Regions from separate parts of the Arachis hypogaea genome. Here region 1 is linked to region 2. The links are chromatin contacts, called in public Hi-C maps. All regions are on one chromosome and are shown on one strand. Each heading gives the region's core, a stretch centred on a gene start, on an enhancer-like site or on the middle of the called end of the contact. The rest is flanking DNA. Distances are from core to core; before and after follow the strand shown. Region 1 has its middle 6.2 kb from the start of LOC112777680. Region 2 holds the start of LOC112790600 (respiratory burst oxidase homolog protein E).

What was found. Hi-C and Micro-C count contacts between places; a contact is called where the count stands out from the background.
Region 1: a Hi-C map of an unstated tissue shows a contact between it and region 2, with 3 times the contacts expected there. The contact joins the enhancer-like site here to the promoter of LOC112790600 in region 2. A contact is called at or near these places in 3 of 8 Hi-C or Micro-C datasets (leaf and an unstated tissue).

The regions. Positions count from the first base shown.
Region 1 is chr3:53,299,658-53,304,926 of arahy.Tifrunner.gnm2.J5K5, reverse strand. No RefSeq gene overlaps it. Among protein-coding and RNA genes, the nearest start is that of LOC112777680, 6.2 kb to the right of the region's middle. Within about 2 kb of position 3,781, at least 3 of the 3 cell types and tissues checked have open chromatin away from gene starts, as enhancers often do.
Region 2 is chr3:53,058,104-53,063,979 of arahy.Tifrunner.gnm2.J5K5, reverse strand. LOC112790600 (respiratory burst oxidase homolog protein E) reads left to right here and starts at 2,737. Exons shown (of 14, transcript XM_025833077.3): 1 at 2,737-3,778; 2 at 5,265-5,424. The coding sequence starts at 3,109.

The DNA of each region.
Region 1 (5,269 bases), core at 2,532-5,031, 240 kb before region 2:
TAGAGCATGAAAATCCTCTTGAATATGAGGCGATCCTGTTCATTTTCAACAACAATAGTCATCATCTCATCTGTCAGATTTTTTAGAGTCTTTCCCTGGAATCTTCTAGAAATCTGTTTATTCTCTTCAGAAAGTTCCTTATAACTAACTTTCTGAGGAAATAGATCTCCTACAAAAAGAAAAATAACATAGTATGAAAATCACTTGAAATACACCCAAACATCACTTGAAATACACCCCCAATATGGCTCATATACACCTATGTCTATAATGAGTTACATGATGCGTTGAGGCCAAGCGCAACCCCTATTGTGTTCGGTCTTACTCTAAACGAACCGTAGCCGATTTCGAGTGTATTTTTCCCTAATTTAAAGGAGTTAGCCAACTCCTCTAATAATTTGTGATGCACCCTTAGCGGCGGGATGTGCGTCAGGCCACCAAATCCCAAATCCCTAACAATTGCTTTCTTCTTCTTGCTCATATTTCCGAATTTCTCACTCAACAAATGGGTTGCACACTTCATGTCTTTGGTTTGCTGTAAACAAAGCAAAATTAGAGTCAAACATATTTCTATTAAGAAAAACTGATTTTATCTAAGACATATATTTGTGCTTACATTTTTTCCAGCTTGGTTTTAGCTTGCCGTTTTTACTGCAATAAAAAAGAGATGCTGTCAATATATAAAAAATACACTCATATATCAGTCAGATACACCCATAGATCAGCCACATACACCCAAGCCGATTCTCATAAGTATTTTATTAGATCAGTTCAAAATGATGTTCAATTCACTCAAACATGCATAAATATACAAGGTCAAGTAATATTACAAGGTCAAGCAATATACACCAAGGACAAGCAATATTAGAACAGTTGCAATAGTTGATTATATTACATTATATGAGTTCAAAAATATATACCCAACAAATTACGCCATATACACCCAACAATCAACCATATACACCCAACAAATTACGCCATATACACCCAACAAATTACGCAATATACACCCAAAAATCAGTTAGGAGAAGAACTAAAACAAGAAGAACAGTAAAACCTAGAACAACTTAGAAGAACAGCAAAACCTAGAAGAACTTAAAAGAACAGTAAAACCTAGAACAAGAAGAACAGTAAAAATAGTAATATGAGATCTAGAACAAGAAGAACAGTAAAACCTAGTTCTTTGATTTCGAAATCAGAAACAGAAATGTGGAAAATCTACAAGATCAGTAAAACAGTAACTTACCTTGAATAATATTTCTTCGTTTTTTCTGGTGATTTTTGATGGAGAGTTCTATCTTTTGTTCTTGATTTCTTCTAATCTTTGCGACGAGTTCGAACGTCTCTTCAGAATTGTAATTTGTTTGGAATGTGCCTTAAAACTTGACGGTTTGCTTTTTCTTTGAGGGAGAAGAGGAAGAGTGCACCATAATGAATGTGTTTTGGAAAGCGTAACCATTGTGTGAGGCGCGTGTAATTGACGCTCTATTCTAAGGAGTGAGTGCACGTGGATTATTTTTGGGCTGGGCCAACTTGTAAGGCTTGTAAGCCTTAATTGCTTGTATGTGTAATAGGCCCCAATTTTAAATTAATAATTTAGTCACACATACTTATACATTAATCAATACTTATTTCATATTACTTACTGTAATAAATCAAATTGAGTTAATTTGATTTATTATATATTTTTATAATAATGAATCGAATTGAACTTATTAGATTTATCAAGGGATTCATCCTAGATGCAATTTCTCATATGCTTTAGTAAATTAAATTAGTATAATTTGATTTATTTAGATGTTTTACTTTGTTGATAAATTAAATATTTATCTAAATCAAATTTGCCTAATTCGATTTATATAAATCTATTTAAAATATAGATGTAATCAGTTTCGATTTTGGACATCCACCTAATTTTAATCTCCATTCATCAATAAAATGCTTTGTACATGACATAATAAAAATAATTAAATCATTACAAAATTATTTTATCATTTGTATTTTAAAATTTTACATTTTTAAATTTTAATTTTGTTAGTAAAATTTTTTTATTTAAATAATTTTATCAAACTCTTATTAATTATATACTTAAAAATATAATTTTTTGAATCTAACTAAATAAATATAGTAGTTATCTTAAAATTTAAATCTTTTAGATTTGTCAAAATTATAATTTTTGTTAGTTTTTAATTATGTAATAGAATTCAATAATTAAAAAAATCGATTTATAGAATCACCCGTTAAATTATAAAATCTTAATGTAGTTTCTTTTCTTAAAATATTATTACTACTTAATTATCGTCATTTTTCTATGTCTTTTCAATTGTCAAAATTTTTTTAAAGTTAATTTTTTTAAAAAATTTTGAACTGAACAAATATAGAAAGATAAAAATGGACAACTAGTAACAGATAGGACTAAATTTTGGAAGAGATCCAAAAGATTAAAATCTTAAAATAATTACTATATTTATTTAGTAAAATTAAAAAAATTTAAAAAATTATTTATATAAAAAATTTTACTATAAAAAAATTAGAATTTGAAAATATAAAATCTAAAAATATAAATAAAAAAATAATTTTGTAATAATTTAATTATTTTTATTATTTTATTTAAAAAATTTATTGATTAAGGTGTAAGATATGAGATTAAAATTAATAGGAATAAAAAATATTAAAAATTTAATATTATAAAAAAAATAAGAGAGATTTATATAAGAATTAATTTTTTTAATTTTTAAAATTTTAGAGATGAAAATAACTTATATATATTTTTAAGTACTAATTAATTTGACTCTAAATTTATGATATATCAAATGATATATGACACACATGGCATATCACACATCACTAATATAACACATCAATTAATTATCTTGTGATATATGATATTAACCTACTATATTATTATGTCATATGATATTAAAAGTGACACATTATTATTTAATTTATAGAAGGACCAATTTAATTTATGTTTTATTTTTTATGAACTAATATGATAATTTAAACTTTTTAGAGACAAATTTTGAAAGTAAGTAAGTTTTTAAGAATGAATTTGATTGTTAACTTTAATAATTAACCCTAACATATAAACATGTCCCTATGGATCGTTCGTTTATACTATCGTATCTAGCGTTATTTATTTAATATTATAATTTTTAAAAAATATTTGTCTTTATAACTTATAATTAGATTTTCTTATTTTCGGTGTGTGTGACAGAATGAGATATCAAAATTATTTCCATAAATTCATTTAAAAAATCTGAAAAACTTCAACGTTTATTCATTTATCCAAACTTGAGATTCCTTTCTCGTTTCTAATGAAATTAAAGACAAATATCTTTTTGTGATATATATAAAATTAATTATTTATTAGTTAATATCTTAATTTTTAAGAAATTTTTTTATCAGATATTTAGATATTTTTAGTAATTTTTAGATTTTTTTCATTAGTTTTTTTAAACCTTAATTAAAATTTTTATATTTTCTAAAAAAATTAATTAAGTATTTAAAGTTATTTTAGTATTATTGTGTTTTTTTAAATTTTTGTTTTTAAAATAATTTAAAATTAATTTTTTTTAATATAAAAACACAAATATAGTCTAAAGAAAATCTAATCAGAACCAAAACATTAAAACTGGATGCCCAAAATATTACAATGAGTTTCCAACATCCATCCACTGCCACTTGATGTCCAGTTGCCGGCACCCGGCAACCCCTCACCAATGTCCAGCAGTCCCTCACCAATGCCCAGCGTCCTTTGGCCCTGGAGGCACAAATGGGCCAGTGCCCAAATTTGAAGAAGCACGTCTGGCAACTCCAAAACTTCGAACTCCTAAGATACAACACTTACGGGGCCCAATTTCAATCTGCAATCATGCAAAGTCTTAATCTCATTTGAAGATTCAAGATTCAAAAGATTTGTTAGCATTAATTAGTTTTAGAAAGATAAAGATTTGGTTGTTAGGATTTGATTCAAGATTAAATTTGAATTATTAATAAGATTTTATTTGAGTTTAAGTTGGTAGTTATCTTATCATTCCTATAACGTGATTAGAGTTTGTTTTTGAATTTAAATTTTAAATAGAACTTAGGATATAACTAAGTGAATAAAGTTTACAAAGGAAACATCCCAAAGAAAGATTTTTGGATCACAATTTAAGATCTCATACCTTCATCTTCTTCTTTTGCTTTAGTTTTCTTTATTTTTATGAGTAACTAAACCTCCTTGCTGAAGGTTAGGAGCTCTGCTTGATTTATGGATTTATAATGTGTGTTTTCTTTATTTTAATTCATGCTTCTTTATCTTTTTAAGATTGAATTTTGTTCTTCATTATTAATGGTAAGAAGTATTGAAAAATATTCTAATTCTGTCTTAAATTTTGTTATTACTTTGGAAAAATTAATTTGGAATTAGTTTAAAATTCGTCTCATAATCTTCATTTATTTAAAACTAGCTAGTTTTGAATATAGACATATTGTAACAACTCTAATTTTTGTACTAACGCGAGTTTTTTCAAAATAATATTTTAAAGTGATTAGTTTTATTTTAACGAGTCGACTTCGAACCACAACAAGAAACATCATTAAAATCGACAGTCAAATCGACGGCTAAGCCATCGATAATAATAAAATTCAACGGAAAAATGGACGGCGGAGGTGGTCGTTATTAAGCTTGTCGATTTTTTAAAATTCTAATAAAATCGACGGCTTGCCTAGCCGTCGATAATAATTTAATAAAATCGACAGTGTTTCTGTCTATAATATGAGTATGAGAATTTTACATTGTTACTAAAATCGGCGACATTGCCGTCTATATTATTATATAAAAGCGATGTCATTTTTGTCGATATTTGATTTAATAAAATCGACAATATGTTCATCTATAATATGATTAATAAAATCGACAACGTTGCCGTCAATATTTGATTCATTAAAATCGACATAGTTGCCGTCGATTTAATTTTTTAGATACCGACAAATTCTTTGTCTATTTTAATTTTAAAAAGCGACAGCTTTACCGTCGATTTTAACAGTTATATGTTTTAATTACTTTTTCTATTTGAAAAATAATAAACAACTAATGCAAATAAGCTTTTAAATATAGAAATAAAATTTATACAGAATATTAGATAACAAGACAAAAAAATAGTATAAATATAAAAATAAATTTATATTAAATATTAGATAATGAGTTTACAAACTTGTCAAAGTAATAAATAATCCTCTAACATAAAGACTCAAAACAAAATAAATAACTAAACTTAGACTT
Region 2 (5,876 bases), core at 1,488-3,987:
GTTCTTCTATTCAATTCCGCTTGTTCTTGTTCTAAGATATCACTTGTTCTTCAACTTGATGAATGTGATGATCCGTGACACTCATCATCATTCTCACCTATGAACGTGTGATTGTCAATCACCTCCGTTCTACCTTAGATTGAGTGGGTATCTCTTGGATTCTTTAACCGGAATCTTCGTGGTATAAGCTAGAATTGATGACTGCATTCAAGAGAATCCGGAAGGTCTAAACCTTGTTTGTGGTATTCTGAGTAGGATTCAATGATTGAATGACTGTGACGAGCTTCAAACTCCTGAAGGCTGGGCGTTAGTGACAGACGCAAAAGAATCACTGGATTCTATTCCAACCTGATTGAGAACCGACAGATGAATAGCCGTGCCGTGACAGGGTGTGTTGAACATTTTCACTGAGAGGATGGGGGGTAGCCACTGACAATGGTGAAACCCTACATACAGCTTGCCATGGAAATGAGTAAGAAGGATTGGATGAAGACATAAGGAATGCAGAGAGACGGAAAGGACCAAGCATCTTCATACGCTTATCTGAAATTCCTACCAATGAATTACGTAAGTATCTCTATCTTTATCTCTATATTTTATTCATCATCCATAACCATTTGAGTTTGCCTGACTAAGATTTACAAGGTGACCATAGCTTGCTTCATACCAACAATCTCTGTGGGATCGACCCTTACTCGCGTAAGGTTTATTACTTGGACGACCCAGTACACTTGCTGGTTAGTTGTGCGAAGTTGTGTTTATGCCATGGTATTGAACACCAAGTTTTTGGATTCATCACCGGGGATTATTTGAGTTGTGAAAAGTATTGATCACAATTTCGTGCACCAGTGCACCACTAAGTTAATTAGTAAGTTAGCTAGGACTTATGGATTAAGGTCAAATATTGCTTGACTTATTCCTTGATGTTAGGGGTTGACGAAGTAAGCTTAACTCATTATAGTTGCCGTAGTTGTGGTTATGATGATGATAGGATTCTTTAATTTCCATTCCCAAGTCAATGCTCTTTTACGCATTTATCGTATTTTCATTAAATTTTGATCTTGTTTCCTTTTTATTGCATTATTTTCCTTTTTTGATCATTTGTTAGTTCTTTCATTTCTTAGTTCTTTTAATCTTTCGTTCCTTGATTGAAGAAACCCCTTTCTTCACATCCAAGAGTGTGACACATCTTATTGCATAGTCTGAGGGAGACAACTCGGGAATTTCAAACTCCCGATTATTTTGTATTGATTGTGGCATCTTATGAATTAACCTTTGATCGAGAGCTAAGTGTGGATTTGGACTATACTTGTAACGAAGAAATTCTATTTTGTAAAATTACAAACCTACCTCTTGGCCTCCACCAGTGATGGAGCTCGACACCGATAAAGCAGCACCCACCTCAGTCTTGATGCGATGGCGGCGGCCGCAGTCTTTCATGACATGACGGCAGCGACCGCACTCTTCTCCATCGTCACTTCCTTCTTCTTCCTTTCCTTTCCTTTCTTCTCCCTCTATTTCTCTCTTCTCTTCTCTTGTTCTCTTTCATCTCGTCATTTTGTCTCTCTCTACAGTCATGACGTGACGGCGATGGCGACGGCCGCACTCTTCTCTGTCGTCACCTCCCTCTTCTTCCTTTCTTTTTCTTTCTTCTCCCTTTCTGTTTGTCTCTTCTTTTGTTCCATGTCTTTTTGTTTTTTTATTTTAGGTGGGTGGGGTGGGGGTAACGGTGGGGTGGAATAATTATAGTGATAATAGAGAAGGAGTATTTGTATCATTTAAAAAATTATTATATTCAAAAAGATGATTTTAATGCTAAATTTAACGTTAAAAATAATATTAATTAAGAAAAAGAGTTAAAAATTATTTTAATTTTGACCTAAGATATTAAAAAAGAAAAAAGTACTTAACCCTTACTTTAATAATACTTTATATGATATAAAAAAAGAAAAACTTAACTGATTATTAATATAATTTGAAAGTCAATTTGAATTATTTTCAATTTAGTTCCTTTCCAATATTTTCATTAGTATAATAATTATATAAGATATATACTACTTAATTATTATTCTTCACTTTAACATATAATACATAATACATTTTCAAAATAAAATATATTATTGGTAATTATAAAATTAAAAAAATGCTGAAAAATAACTTAATTAATTTGTCTATAATATGTAAAAAAGAAAAATAGGTTCAAGTATTGTTTATTAATATTCTAGGTCCCATTCACTTACCTTACACCTTGACCTTTCCTTATTTCAATCATTCGTGTAGTCACCTCCATTATCGCAACCAAATTTTAACTACCCCAATTTTTCTATTGTTTTTATTGAACAATGCATTAATTCTCCTCCACTTGCAATTAACTTTTGTACTACATGTCAATACAAGCGAATGTACTCCTCTTTCGTTAATCAATAAAATAGGAGCAAACTTGGGAGTATATATATTCCAAGGCTTTAAAGAAAAGAAACTAATTCTGACAAAGACGCATTCAGCATTTTATGGTTATGATTATTAAGATTTTAAGCTAAGATATATATATATATATATATATATATATATATATATATATTAGAGCATTTTTTGTTTAAATACAAAATAATACCACTAAGATACTCCTATTTTTACTTCCACCAACAACTGTATGTATCTTGCAATATATATATATATTACAATTTATAGGTTGAGTTTGTTATATTTATTTATTTATTTATTTTCAAATTGATTAGCAAAGGAAAGAAAATGAAGATCCCAACTACTACTCTCTCGTAGGTGGTAGCAATAAGGGCACATTGGCGTTGAAATCGTGTGCACAAATTCGTTGAGAGGTGTTTGTCTTGTGTTTTCAATTTCCAACCCTTTGTGTTTGCCTTTGTTTTTAGACACAGCTTCGCGCCTAAACGTGTGAACCAAAACCTCCTTCTCTCTCTCTCTCTCTCTCTCTCTCTTAACTTGCTTTGCATTTGTGAGTCAGTTAGCGAGAGAATAGCAACAAAGAAGAAAAGAAAAACACCAAACAAGTCATTAAGAAGTAGCACTAGAAAATTGGAAGAGAAAACATAAAAAAAAAACTTGAAATAGAAAGACTGCATTGATTAGATGAAAACGTCGTCGTTTCGGAGATGCAGCAACGCAGAAGAAATCCAGTTACCGGAAAACCTAGGAAGCTCGTCACCAGCGTCCGATGGTGGCGGCGCCGGACATTCCTACGGTGCGATGTTGCCGGTGTTCCTCAACAACCTCCGTAGCAACCACCACCAGGAGCTCGTTGAAATCACCTTGGAGATCGACGACGACGCAGTCGTGCTCTGCAACGTCGCGCCGGCAAATTCCGCCCAGGACGCATCTCCATCGTCTGTTTCCGCCGCCGGCTCTGCTCCCGTCGCATCGCCATCGTCAGTTTCTTGCGCCGGCGAAGAAGCCGGCGCCATCGGTGCCGGAGTGCCGAGGAGTCTGTCGATTGCGTCGCGGATTCGGAGAAAGTTCCCGTGGATAAGATCGGCGTCGTCGCGGAACTCGGTATCGTCGGAGAGCGGCGGCACCGTAAGTGTTGAAGATCCAGTGGTAACAGCACGGAACGCGAGGAGGATGCGGTTACAGATTGAACGGTCGAGATCGAGCGCGCAGAGTGCGCTGAAGGGTTTGAGATTCATCAGCAAGACAGGGTGTGATGGTAGTAGTGAGGAACTGTGGAAGAAGGTGGAAGAGAGGTTCATGTTGCTCTCAAAGGATGGCTTGCTCGCTCGAGAGGACTTCGGTGAATGCATTGGTACGTACCTTACGTGTGTTCTTCTTCGTCTTCTTTTTTCTTTTTTCTTTTTCTTTTTCTTTTTTAAATTTATTTTATCTTAATCTTTTTTAACCCAGCTTAAAACTACTAATTTATGCATATATATTATTATCCAATTAAACTCTTACTTACTAGACCAATCAAATGGTTTGCTAATCTTCTTGTTTTTGTGTAGAGAAAATTGTTGTGAAGAGATGAGTGTAGAAGGCGTTCTGTTAACATGAAAATTTTCTTGCCTCATCATAGTATTTTGGTCATGTAGTTTTCATGATTTAACTATTTAAATCTTTAAATACTCAATTTAATTAACATAGCTTGAAATTGATGAGTTTGCAATAAAGGAAAGGAAAGCATTTCTTTTATACGTATTACGCATTGTTTTTAAAGTTAGAACTGAAAGTTTTACCTCATAACAATATTAATATTGAACTAAAAGTTGCTGAATTATTAAATCTTTGCATATTTGAAAGGAAAGTGGTTAATCCTCTATTATTTTCTTCTTTAAGAAAAAGGTTACGTTAGAACATCAATTCACAACTCAATCAAACAGTTTGGCTTTATTATTTATTATTTTTATTGTTTTATTATTAGTGCAATTGAAATTTAAATAATATAGAATTTTTTATATACATTAATTAGTTAAGTGTTCAAACTAGATCTATCCAATTAAAAATGGTGATCTAATTTAATTTAAATCTAAAACCGATTAAAACTACAATAATTTGGATTCCATCAGATTTTATTTCTAACAAAGCATGAATTGAATCAAATTTCAGGTATATCAGTGTAATCTGGTTCATTCTAATTCAAACTACATAATATAGTACTAATATTTAATTTTCAGAGTTATGTTTTCACATATAATATATTTAATTCATTACATAATTTATTTTATTCATGTACTATTTTTACTTAAATAACATTTTAAGTGTGTGAATGAGTTTTCTTTTATTTATTTTACTAACTCAAGTAAATTATTTTTATTTTGTAATCCTTGTTTTATATCTCAAAATCAAATAAATCAATCTCTAATCCAAAAACCACAATATATTATTTATTTTCAGTTGAACAACAATCCAAGTCGCACCACGAGCATCCATATTATACTAATAGTTTGATTAAATTGTTTGCTTATTTTAATTTTAAAAAAATATTAAGTTTGTAAGGTATTGGCTAATCGTATTTGATAGCTGAAATCAGCATATATAGCATAATATGTCTATATCTGTTCAGTTACAATTTTTGCTCATGGTCACAGAGTATTTAGAAAATGGAATAAGTTAACTTTATTAGTAAGAAAAGAAAGGGTTACTTAAAACACTAAATAGCGTGCTAGCTATATTCATAATGAGGACGGAAAATATTCAAGCTAACTTCAGAACACAATTTTACTCAAATTATTATTTTACTAATTAATCTACTAAGTTGTGTTATCATAATTTTATTCCATTAATTCTAATGAAAGGGATGGAGGATTCAAAAGAATTTGCGGTGGGTATATTTGATACGTTAGCTAGAAGAAAAGAAAATAGAGTCAGCAAAATAACGAAGGAAGAGTTGCATCAATTCTGGTTGCAAATTTCGGATCAAAGCTTTGATAATCGCCTTCAGATTTTCTTTGACATGTAAGTATTAGTTCTCCTTGCAACATCGTTTAGAATCCTTGTCATGAACATGCAACATGTCCGTTTCGATAACCAGTAGAGTTCGTATAGCTTATTAAAATGTCATAGTCCAACAATAATAGACTCGAATTTTTGTATGATGTTTATAATATATGTTCATGCTCCGGTATTTAATTTGTTACTGGGATTCGTTATAGCTAGGGTTGTGCATATTCTGAGTAATAATTGTTTCCCGTTGTTTGTCTTATACTTCATATTAAAATGGAAAAGGAAAAAGAGTCAACAAGCATTTAGATGAGTTTTGTTATTTTTCTTTTAAGCTAATTTACGTAGCACATAAATAATATGTAATTTCATGTAAATTCATATAAAGAAGTTTAAGAAAGCGATTTGGAAACGGCCATGTCCTATCATTGAATAAAAGAAGTTGATCCGAATACATAACAAATCAC